Regions from separate parts of the Arachis hypogaea genome. Here region 1 is linked to region 2. Evidence: chromatin contacts called from public Hi-C data. All regions are on one chromosome and are shown on one strand. Each heading gives the region's core, a stretch centred on a gene start, on an enhancer-like site or on the middle of the called end of the contact. The rest is flanking DNA. Distances are from core to core; before and after follow the strand shown.

Region 1 (5,657 bases), core at 636-3,135, 55 kb after region 2:
AGTTCTCTAACACCATACGCCTGTAAAGCATGCTGCTTCTCCATATCGCTGTCCTACACCATTATCTTTTCCATAATAAAATTAAAAAGTGTTCAAATTACTCTTGATTTTGCTAATTCGATTCGGTCTCATTCGAATTACATAATAATCTGCTATTAGGTGATCTAGGTAACATTTTTTGTTTTGATAGAATCGTGTAATTTTCTCTTCTATTTGGTTTAATATCACATTTTATCCTTATTATTATTTAGCTTATATTTTTGCAGTAATTAAATATATGTTATTATTTATTACATGTTATAACGTTTGGTTTGCGTCTATTAAAATATTATTTATTGATAATTGTTTAATTTCTGTTAATTTTTTTAATATTAATAAAATATAAAAGATTAATATATTAACGATTATTTTTATTATGGTTAAAAGTAAAATAAATTACCGGTAAAAAAAATTTGTTTAGTTACACATCAGGGAGAAAAGTTTCTCTTTAAAGTTCGGCAGCAGAGAGGAAATTCTGATTGTAAAACTGAAATTTACTCCGAAATTTGTGGAGGAGTCAAAAAACTTAAAAGATATGAAATGTTCCGTAAAATAATAATAATGATGGATAGGTCTAGAAGAAGGTAGAAGTTGGAGGATGGGAGGAGAATGGGGATGATGACAAAGACAGAGACAGAGAGATGAAAGGCAAGCATGTATGTGGCATAATCATACAAGTTTTAATAAAGTATTGAAGGATCAACGGCGGTTCAAGGTGGCCAAGTGTACCGTTTTCATAATCAGAATGTGTGTCAGACATTGAAGGCCACCACCACACACCCATTTAGTACTACGTTTGTGTGTGTCGTGTCCTTTTATTATTATTTGCTCCTTAAAGTGTGGCAATGCCTCCCCCTTACCCTATAAATTTCATATAAATGCTTACCCTCTCTCTCTCTTCCCATTCTTCTTCACATGGCCAAGGCCCCTCTTTTCTCTCTTTCTACTCTTTCTTTTGTTCATATTGAATTATTATGTTGATTCTCCTAATCTTACTAACCCCTCAAAAATATTCTCAATCTTTATATGGCTTATCTATCTTCCACGTTTGCTTCAATGTAACCCATATTGCCAATATTCTTCTTCTTTTCTGTGTCACACCAATGATCAATGAAAAATATTCAAGCCCAACAGAATTTAATATTTATGTTATTATTTTTAATTTTTAATTTATTTTTTTAATTTAATAATATATTTTAATTTATGTTTTTAAATGTTAATAATTATTATTGATTAAAAATAATAAATTTTACTTACTTTTTAATATTTGTATAATCAATTATCAACTAAAAGAGATATTACTAACATTATAGGAATAAAGGCACATTAACTCACCAGATATGGAGATAAGGAATTATTGAAAGCTATGTTCCTGACTCCTGAGATAAAAAGAAGAAAAAAAAAGAAAAATAAATTTTAATTATTATAAATAAATACTGAAAATTTAAATTTATTTATATATATATATATAATAATTTATTAACAAATAATAAATTTTAATTTATAATCTGTCAGATTAAAAAATATCGTGACAAATTAAAATGTTGATATGTTGGTTGTACAAACTAACTTTTCTTATGGCTACATGCATGAACTTCTTTTAATTTATTATATTCTCAATGAACCTAGACATACACATCTGCATGCATGCATGATTAGTGGTCACCATTATTATTAAGCTAATTCTATGCAACAATTGTGACATTATTGCATTATTACATTACATCAAACATTATTGAAATTATGTCCATTATTTGATTAATTTATCACAATATATAGTAAGCATTATTGTATAGTACAATCAATGCTTCACGAGAGTGAGATAAAGAATGGAATTGGATCATGACTACTATCTTAAAAAAATGTTTTTTGGAATGGGATTTCTATGATGTGTACGGTTGGAAACAAGTCAGATAATTTGTAAGACTTAGACTTAGATTTATATGTGGTTTGATTAGTTAATTTAATCCGACTTGGTACAAAATAAATTTAAATTATTTTAAAATTTTAAATTTATTAATAAATCAAATTTAATTATTTAGACTCACAAATTAGTTTTATAGGTTTATTAAGACTATTTAAATCTATTAAAATATAAATAAATAAATTTTTATAATTAAAAAAATTAAATATTTTAAATTATCACATTTTATTATAAATACTTTACATATTCTAAATACTTTAAATATTTAGATATTTTTATAAACATTTAATTTAATATATTACACATAAATAAATTTTTATAAAAAAAATATTATTTTTAAAATTTTTTATTTTTGTGAAGAAAAAATATGAGATCTTTTAATAGGTCAGATAAAATTTAAAGATATGATATGTTAAAGATAAAATTCAGCCATAAATGTTTTCACCCCTATTGATATGGAGGAAACTTCAATTTCTACAATTGGAAAAGTAGTTTTCAAATTTTTTAAAGGACGTTCCATGTGGTTGTCAAATTAATTAAAATCAACTACCCCAAAAGAAGTTATTAAGTAAGAATTTATGCGGTGGAAACAATATGAAGCAGCAGTTCTTATATATATGGCTATGCGCCAAAAAAATATCATTGTCATGGCATTTGGGATAATAATAATATCAAAAAATGTTTTTTTTTTCCTTAATTTTTTTTTTCTTTTGATAATCAAGTGGCTTGTGAGTATGACATGCTACGATACAAGGAGGATAGAAAATGTGGTCCAATGATACTAAATTGGAATAAAATAAAAAAGTTTTGTCCCAACAGTTGTGTGAAATCAACATCACTCTGTCGACATAAGCTATAAAAGTCGTCGCATAAGTAATTTCATCTAGTAAATAAAGTGAACATTACTTCCTTCTTTTCTTCAATATTATATATATTAATTATTTATTCACACAATTTTGACTTCTCACATCATTTTAATAAAATGTTCTTTGCTTGTTTTATAACTTTAATTTATTTTTTTTATAAATTAATAACAACTTTAAAATTTAAATACCTCACACATCCGAGTGAAACAAGTAAGTACTTATTAAACTATATTTTTTATAAAATATAAATAGTTATTAAAAGTATAATAAAAGTATAATAAAATTACTTATCCTAAAAACTTAAACTTAAACTTTTATTTTTATCTTCTATCTGTCTTATGCTATCTTTTTTTTCACTTTTAGGATTTATCAAAGATCAAACTCTAAATTTTTTTAATATAAAGCTCTAATACCATGATATGAAACTACTCATCCCAAAAATTTAAACTGATAGAAAAAAACAACATTAATAATTATACCTCTAGCATTAATATTATTTTTATTAGATTAATAGGCAAATTAGTTATTGAAAGTTGAGACGTTTTCTAAATTCGTCTCTAAAAAATTTTATCAGTCAAATTAGTCTTTCAAAGATTACGAATGAATTATATTTGTTCTTGACCAGTTAGTCGATTAACAATTTTTGTCAACTATTAATGATATGAAATGTTAATTGATATTACACACGACACCTAACATGTCCAATTGAGTGCTAACCAAATATGTTTATGAGCATCTATAAGTTTAATTGCTAGATCATATTGAAAACAGGGTTTATGTAATTGAGAAAAATGACTAAATTAATATATTTTTATAAACATCTTTAGTCAATATTCAATTAGATATATAAGATATAATGTATGTTGTCAATTAACGTTTCAAATCATCAATTATTGATGAAAATAATTATTAATAGAGTGACTGAAAGATAAATATAAGACTAATTTAATTAAAAAATTTTTAACAATAAATTTAAAAAATATTCATCTTTTAAGAATTAATTTGATTATTAATTTTTATTTTTATTAATATAAAAAAATAATTATATATCATCATCATGAATTAACATAATATTATTGCGGTCTTGATTCATATACTTTTTAGTAGTTAATTTCTTTCACATTTTAAAGGGAGACACAAAAAAATCACATTTTAATAAATTACAAAAAAAAAAAGCATTAAATGAGCGATTTGATACTTGGATACTTGTATTAATTTGTAAAAGATCAAGGAAATTTCCTATATAAATTTATGAAAGGATAAATACATTGTTTAATAGAATAAACATGTTTAGTCATGCTTTCATGCTACCTGCAACACCTCAGTGGTTCAACAAATTGAAATATTTTTTTGCATGTAGCCCAATTTTCGTCTAATTTTCAAAACACATAACCTTAGCTTCATTTGTCATGCTAAAAATATATTAAAATTAACTATTAAAATTAGTCATTATATATTTATATATAAATATATTATTTAATTTATTTTTAATATATATTTTATATTTTAATATATATTTTATACTCAGCTGATTTTTATGATTGATTATATTTTGGTATTTATACAAATAATATTTTTGCATTTGTATATAACACTTCTAAGTAAACAGTGAAGGTGATGATCAGCAATGTCCTCTCAATACATATTATTCCAATCCAAGCACAGTATTAAAAATTCTAAATCTAAATAATCTTTTAATGAGATAATTTTTTTTATTAAACCAATCAACAATAGAATAAGTGACTTTGTTTGTGGAAAGGGATATAATCATAACGAAAATGTTTGGTAACCAAAGAAAATCAGTAAAAAACAGTCATAACTTGTTTTATTTAGCATTTATTAATTGTTGCGACAATTAATTAATGCTAAATAAGGCAAGTCTGGCTGTTTTTTTTATGAGGAATTATGACTATGATAGAACAAAGACGCAAATTTAATTTTACCTTGGAAGTAAAAGCATATATTCTTTATTTTATATGTAATATATAACTTTAGGGTAATGCTAGGTAGACAAAAAAAAACAGCCAGAATTTATCGTATTTAGCATTAATTAATTATCGCAACAATTAATAAATGCTAAATAAAGCAAGTTATTGACTGATTTTCTTTGGATACCAAACATTTCCGATAACTTTATAATTGAAATAAATTAAATAGTGGTTTTGTGAATGCTTGAATTGAGAGGTTTGATTGCGATTATAGTGTTTCTCTAAGATTGGTTGGGTCGATTTTTTTTTCCGGATCCTTTTTGACTTATAGTAAAGAAATATAATTGCTTTGCCTCTTGTGAATTAATATGATGTTTAAGTTTACATACCCACTTCTTCAATGGTTTTAAAAGTAACAAAATATTATTATAAATAAGCTAAGCTCTTTTACGTTATCAATAAATTAGTTTCTTACTTGTGCAATAAAGTACAAGTATAAAAGATAAAGAAATTAAAATGAATTATTAAAAGCTAAGATTATTTACAAATTATATTTTAAATTGATAAAATTTATTAAGAAAAAAACTTTCCATTAAAGTATTTTTAATGTAAAGATGGAATGCTACCATAACCATGAAATATATATTATGGTCGGAGTTAGTTCTTGTGAATTTAGATGCTTATGTATGAGGAAATCATGAATTTTTGCTTTGATACTAGTTGTGTACTTGTGTGATTCATTTAATTTTCATCGTTTGATTTCAGTTTCATATGTGAAAAATACAAAATATCATATAGAAGGTGAAATTTGATTATGACGTTATTGAAGTATGTTCCAACTCCAACTGTGTTTCGCCCACGGATATAATCCAGTTGTTTGGATACTGGATACTCATATTT
Region 2 (5,799 bases), core at 1,822-4,321:
GCAACATTTATTTTAAAAAAAAGAAGAAAAAAGGAAAGTAATTATTTTTAATATGGAGATAAAGATGGTATTTTGGTTGAATATTAGTATTTAAAATGTATTACAGTATTAATATTGTGAAAGTGTGAAAAAAGTGTCCAACACGCATTCTGCGTGTTGCCAGTTACCAGGATGATAAATGACACATGTTCAATACGTATCTTGCGTGTTGACTTTCTATCTACAAAATTCACCCACATATAATTACATTAAATAATCTCATTTTCAACCAAAAAAAATACTAATATTTTTCTATATAAAAAAAAAGAAGCTAGTTATACATGTTACAACTAGTACAAAACTGGTGGAGCAAGAAAGGGACTGATCAGAGCTGAAACAAATAGAAGAACCAAGTCAGAGTTGATTAAGGCTGTTTCTACTTTCTAACTTTATTATTACAATTTGTAATTGTACAAAAGTGGGGGAAACATGAGAATTACTGAATTCTTTATCAAGAAAAAATCAATCCAAAATTTTATTTCAAGATAATTTGTCGAGGTTAGGGTCTAGGAAAGCATGACAAAGATATCCATGTAAAACCTATTTGGCATATTGAGAATATCAAAATAAGATTGGTTAATAATTTATTATTTTTTTAATATTCTATTTTACCTAAATATAAAGAATATTTACTGGCATTATTTTGTATCTTCTATTAGCTTAAATAAACTTTATACTAAAATATTAAAATTGATCATAAAAAATACAAACGCTAATTAATAAAATCAACCATAAAAATTTTAAAATTGAATTGTAATCATGAAAGATTGCTTCATTTGATAATTTTGACCATTGTAATAAACTAAGAGTGGAGGAATAAAACAGATAAGTGGTGATCGCAAAAAAAAGAACATTGAAAATAACAATAAAAAATACATAAAGTAGTAAAGAATAATTTATATTAATAAACCAATATTCATCCAATTTTAAGCGAATTATCCAAAATAACAAATATAACGTGAATCATTCTAATTATATTTTTATGCAAATCGAAATAGATAGACAAAATTTAAGCATAAATCGAAACAATCAGGTTCAAGTTATATATTTTTGCATGATATCCTAGTAAATCTAATCAACCTGTTTCAATTTATACATGCATGCATGGTATCCTAATAAATCTAAACATACTATTTCGATTTAGTCTTCGATTGTCCATAGTAATTCAAAACACACCGTTTCGATTTATACACATGAAAAGCCCATAGTAATTCGGCTCTCCCTGTTTCGAATTATCCACGGTTGGTAATTCAAACGAGTCTAATTAGATTTACTAGGAGGATCCCTATAAATATAGTTCGAATTGGACTCATTCGAACCACGATTCTAAAATGCTGTCCTACCAAATCCTCAACACAACCACTCCAACATTTGAAAAATAACGTGATTGGGATAACCCGAACCGTCTTTATCGTTTGGATGGAATTGTCCATATTGCTGGTGTCATCAATGAAAAAGTTAGTGTATACATTTTTTTTTTCGAAAATAATATTAAATGTTTTACGTTAATTTTTTGTCTCTTTTATTGATGGTCGTTATTACAATTGTTAAACTAGATAGAGTGGTTAGATTAGTGGCTTAATAATCTATAAAGGTTTGATCGAACAAGTTCTAATTTGGATAGTGGTTACAAATAAGCAGAAGAATATGAGTAGTGAAGATAATGTGTAGTGAAACTTAGTTAGAATAAGACTAGTCAATGAAATTGATGTTGTGAATTGGGTTGTTAGTAAAAATCTTTTATTAGTATTAAACATATTTTTATTAGGCCTAGTTTGATGAATACATAAATTTATTTTGTGCTTGTACCCGTAAGATTATTTGGTTGCGTTTATGGCATTATTTGGATTAAGAGATGCATTAGTTGATATTGTTATGTAAATATGTTTTGATGTGGTTATAAGAGACAATTTATTTTGTTGTTTATGCAGCCTTACCGATGTATCGGTAGCATGAGACGTCAGCGAGGTATGCGTCTAGATGAGAGAATCATTCCGTACTTGCAGATGGCCGGTTTATACCATCTTGCCAGGCTGAACGAGACTTGGTTTAGGTTGCATGAGCCGTTGGTGAGTGCATTCGTGGAAAAATGGCGTCTGGAGACACACACGTTTTATATACCATTCGGAAAGTGAACGATTACGCTACAGAACGTGGCATACCAATTTCGGCTGCCGATCGATGGACAGTACGTCAGTAGATGCTTGACGGAGTTTGAGCGATACATCAAAGGCGGTCGCCCAACGTAGGTGTGGTTCCAGGAGCTGCTGGGTTTATTGCCTCCTGTGAACAGCACGACAAGTTTACGGTGAGATGCAGTTGGATGCAGGACACATTCGGAGAGATTCCTGATGGCGCCGATAACGCCACTGTTAGGAGGTATGCCGGGGCCTATATCATGATGTTTTTGGGACTCATCTATTTGGCGACAAGTCCGGTACTCGCCTGCACATTCGATGGCTGCCATACATAGCCAGGCTTGAGGACATGGGTAGGTACAGTTGGGAATCAGCTCCTCTGTCATGGTTAGCCCAGCTGCGGAGTGACGTACTGGCGGAGGTGGGATAGAAAAATTGACCACGACTCAGCATTCTCACCCTCCACAAGTGCAAAGGCAACAGGCAGGATGCTGGAATTCCCTTCCCGAGCAATCCAAACGAGCAATGTCCCCTCGTATTTGTCGTACAAGTGGGTCTTGTCAATACTGACCAACGGCTTGCAATGTCGGAAGGTCTTAATACATGGTGAGAATGTTCAAAAAATCCCGTGGAAATAGGCATGCGATTGATCCACTTGCCTACCCATTCGCACAGGACTTGTCTTCAACACTGCAACACTACCTGACATCATCATCTGGACACCTAGTACCCATCGTGGCAACTCGTTGTATGACTCATCCCAATCTCCGTAAATCTGTGCCACGGCTTTCTGCTTAGCCAACCAAACCCTCCTGTAAGTCGGTTTAAAACCGAAATGTGCCTCTGTCGCATTCAGAAGTACCTTGATACACACGGCAACATCAGCTCTAACCATTGACAGTATGAATGCCAAGATCACATGATAATCAAGACTCCTGTAATCACTTGATATCGATGTGGCTAGACAAGTATGAGGTCCATTGTACCGTTTTACCTCCCAAATACCTCTGTGCTGGCGAAAATTGATCCAAATCAACCATGCGTACCCGTTGTCAAATTCCTTACACTTTTCATAGTACTTACGATAATCAGACTCCACCACTTTGTACTGAACCCCGCATCGGATGCTATAGTCTTCATGCTTAACACGACCTCCTCTTTATCCTGAAATTGCTTACCAACCTGAAACTCCGCTAGTCCTCCAACATCCTGTGTGTCTCTAGCACCAAATCCAACAGGTTCGCCAGGAATCCCTTACTGTCTCATGGCATCCAAGTCCAAATTTGAAAAGTGCGGGAGGGGGTACTACTGAGTCCTTGAACTAGACGCTCCACCACCCCCAACTAGATTATCCCCTGCTATGTCATCATCACTGTCACCGGCAATTATGTCCGGCTCCATATCGTCATCCTTATCATCATCCCACAGTACATCGTCTATACCATCCAGTGCTCTACCCTGTAATGAAACCAATGCCGTATCAGTAATACCTACTTCTCTGTCACCACTACGATTTAGATCAGCTGCGAAGGATGGGGAGGTAACCAACATTGCCTCAGACATAATCACAGGCACGAATGAGGAGGTACCGCTTGGCCTCGAATTAGAACAGGCTGTCATTGCTGGAACTTAAGGATTCCGGTTCAAACTGCCTGAGTTGGAGACCACATCTACAAGCTTGGCCAACAGCTTAGTGGTCCTCATCTTGGGAAACTGCCTACGACAATGGAATAGAACTTCCAAATCTTCGTCACTCCCTATGACGAATGAATCGTACTTTACATCATCCCGCAAAACTAAAATCGGAATTCTATAGAATAATTTCTCAACCCGTTTCACGCCTTGCAACCCCAGTTTTTGGATTACAGAATTCAAGAACTCAGTGAAACTCGTTGAAGGTTTCAAAACAACACTAAGGAGATCCTTATCAGTAAACTTAATTTCAGAACGTGTTTTTTTCTTAATCGACCCTCTATAGTGCACTAATACTAGAAAACTATCCTCACTAGCCATTGTGTTTTACTCTCCTACAAAATTGACGTTCATATCTTATTTATATAGGTTGGCCTCACAGTAAATCTAATCAGTCCCATTTGAATTATATGAGGACAATATCATGGTGTAAATCGAAACAGGTTGTTTCGAATTACTATGGCCACACGTGTATGGCTAAATCAAAACAGTAGTATGTTTAGATTTACTAGGATACCATGCATGCATATATAAATTGAAATAGGTTGATTAGATTTACTAGTACACCATGCAAAAATGTATAAATCGAACCTGATTATTTCGATCTATGTAAAGACTTAAATCTAATCTATCTGTTTCGATTTACATTGAGATGTGATTAGGATGATTCACGTTACGTTTTTTATTTTAGGTGATTTGCGTAAAATTGAATAAATATTAGTTTATGAATGTGAATTACCCTAAAATAAAACACAGAAAATAGAGGGAGGCTAGGGTTACTTACTAACATTCTTTAACATTTTATATTTTATTTTTTATTATATAAGTTTAAATAAAAAATTACACATCACTTTACTACTAAATGCTACTTTGGACACTAATTTTATACATAAAATCGTTCATTAACAGCAACATAGCTCAATTCATAATTGGTTAGATTGTCATTTAAAAATAATCTTTCATAGCTACAACTCAATTTAAAATATTTTATGGTAAGTTTTCTCAATATTTATATCTTTCATGATGAATTTTGATATTTTAGTCTAAATTGTTTTTGTTTTAACCTTGTCTCATTTATTCTTTTTAGTACTACGAACTTTAATGTGAGAAGAACTCAACTAATCTCACATTTGTGTGTGGGACTTTCCTTTGTCTAGTCCTAGTAATAATGATAATAAATTTTATATATATTATTAGTCCCTATAAATATGGATGATAATATGGATAAGGAATGCACCACATCAAGCGAAGTAGTCAACATACATTTCATTTTATTCACATGTATCCGTGAAGATCAAGCAAACTTGTTTTATTGAGAGAGACATCACAAGCATAGTACCATCACTCATTATGTCTTCCATGAAAATGTAGTCACTCGTGATGATTGCTTTTGAATTGTACAATCCCGGTTTTGTCTTAAAAGAATGTTAGGCCCAACAATTTTGATGATTTGTAACCATCAAATAGTAATTAATGATAATTTTAATGGTGTAAGATTGGTATGAGATTTCATCCAATGATTTACGTTTTTTTGCTGGTTACATGCTGGTCAAAATTTAATAAAGTTACTGACCGCTAGACTTTTCTTTTGTGTATTAATAAAAAGATCCTTCCTACTAATGCTGGTATATATATATATAATTTTGGAAAATTTTTAAATATATTTAAAACATTTGTATTTTAATAATTTTAACTATTAAATTTAATTAATATATATTTTATATATTTTTTATAATTAAAATCAACTGTTAAAACTATTGAAACACTTAAAATTTTTCTGTTAATTATCCGATCTTGATCGGAATCTAATTGCTACACATGCATGAAATTTCAAAATTGAGCATGAGTAGTTAATTAGAGATCAACTTTGCTGATGATAGCTACTAGCTACCTAAAGGATAGGTAGAGAGGTAGGTCACTATTCCTTGAG

The links. Hi-C and Micro-C count contacts between places; a contact is called where the count stands out from the background.
Region 1: a Hi-C map of an unstated tissue shows a contact between it and region 2, with 3 times the contacts expected there. The contact joins the enhancer-like site here to the promoter of LOC112749250 in region 2. A contact is called at or near these places in 2 of 8 Hi-C or Micro-C datasets (leaf and an unstated tissue).

The regions. Positions count from the first base shown.
Region 1 is chr15:150,670,011-150,675,667 of arahy.Tifrunner.gnm2.J5K5, forward strand. No RefSeq gene overlaps it. Among protein-coding and RNA genes, the nearest start is that of LOC112751310, 18 kb to the right of the region's middle. Within about 2 kb of position 1,886, at least 2 of the 3 cell types and tissues checked have open chromatin away from gene starts, as enhancers often do.
Region 2 is chr15:150,613,573-150,619,371 of arahy.Tifrunner.gnm2.J5K5, forward strand. It overlaps LOC112749250, which reads right to left and starts at 3,072. Exons shown (of 2, transcript XM_025797511.1): 1 at 2,837-3,072; 2 at 2,566-2,743. The coding sequence starts at 3,072. The coding sequence ends at 2,566.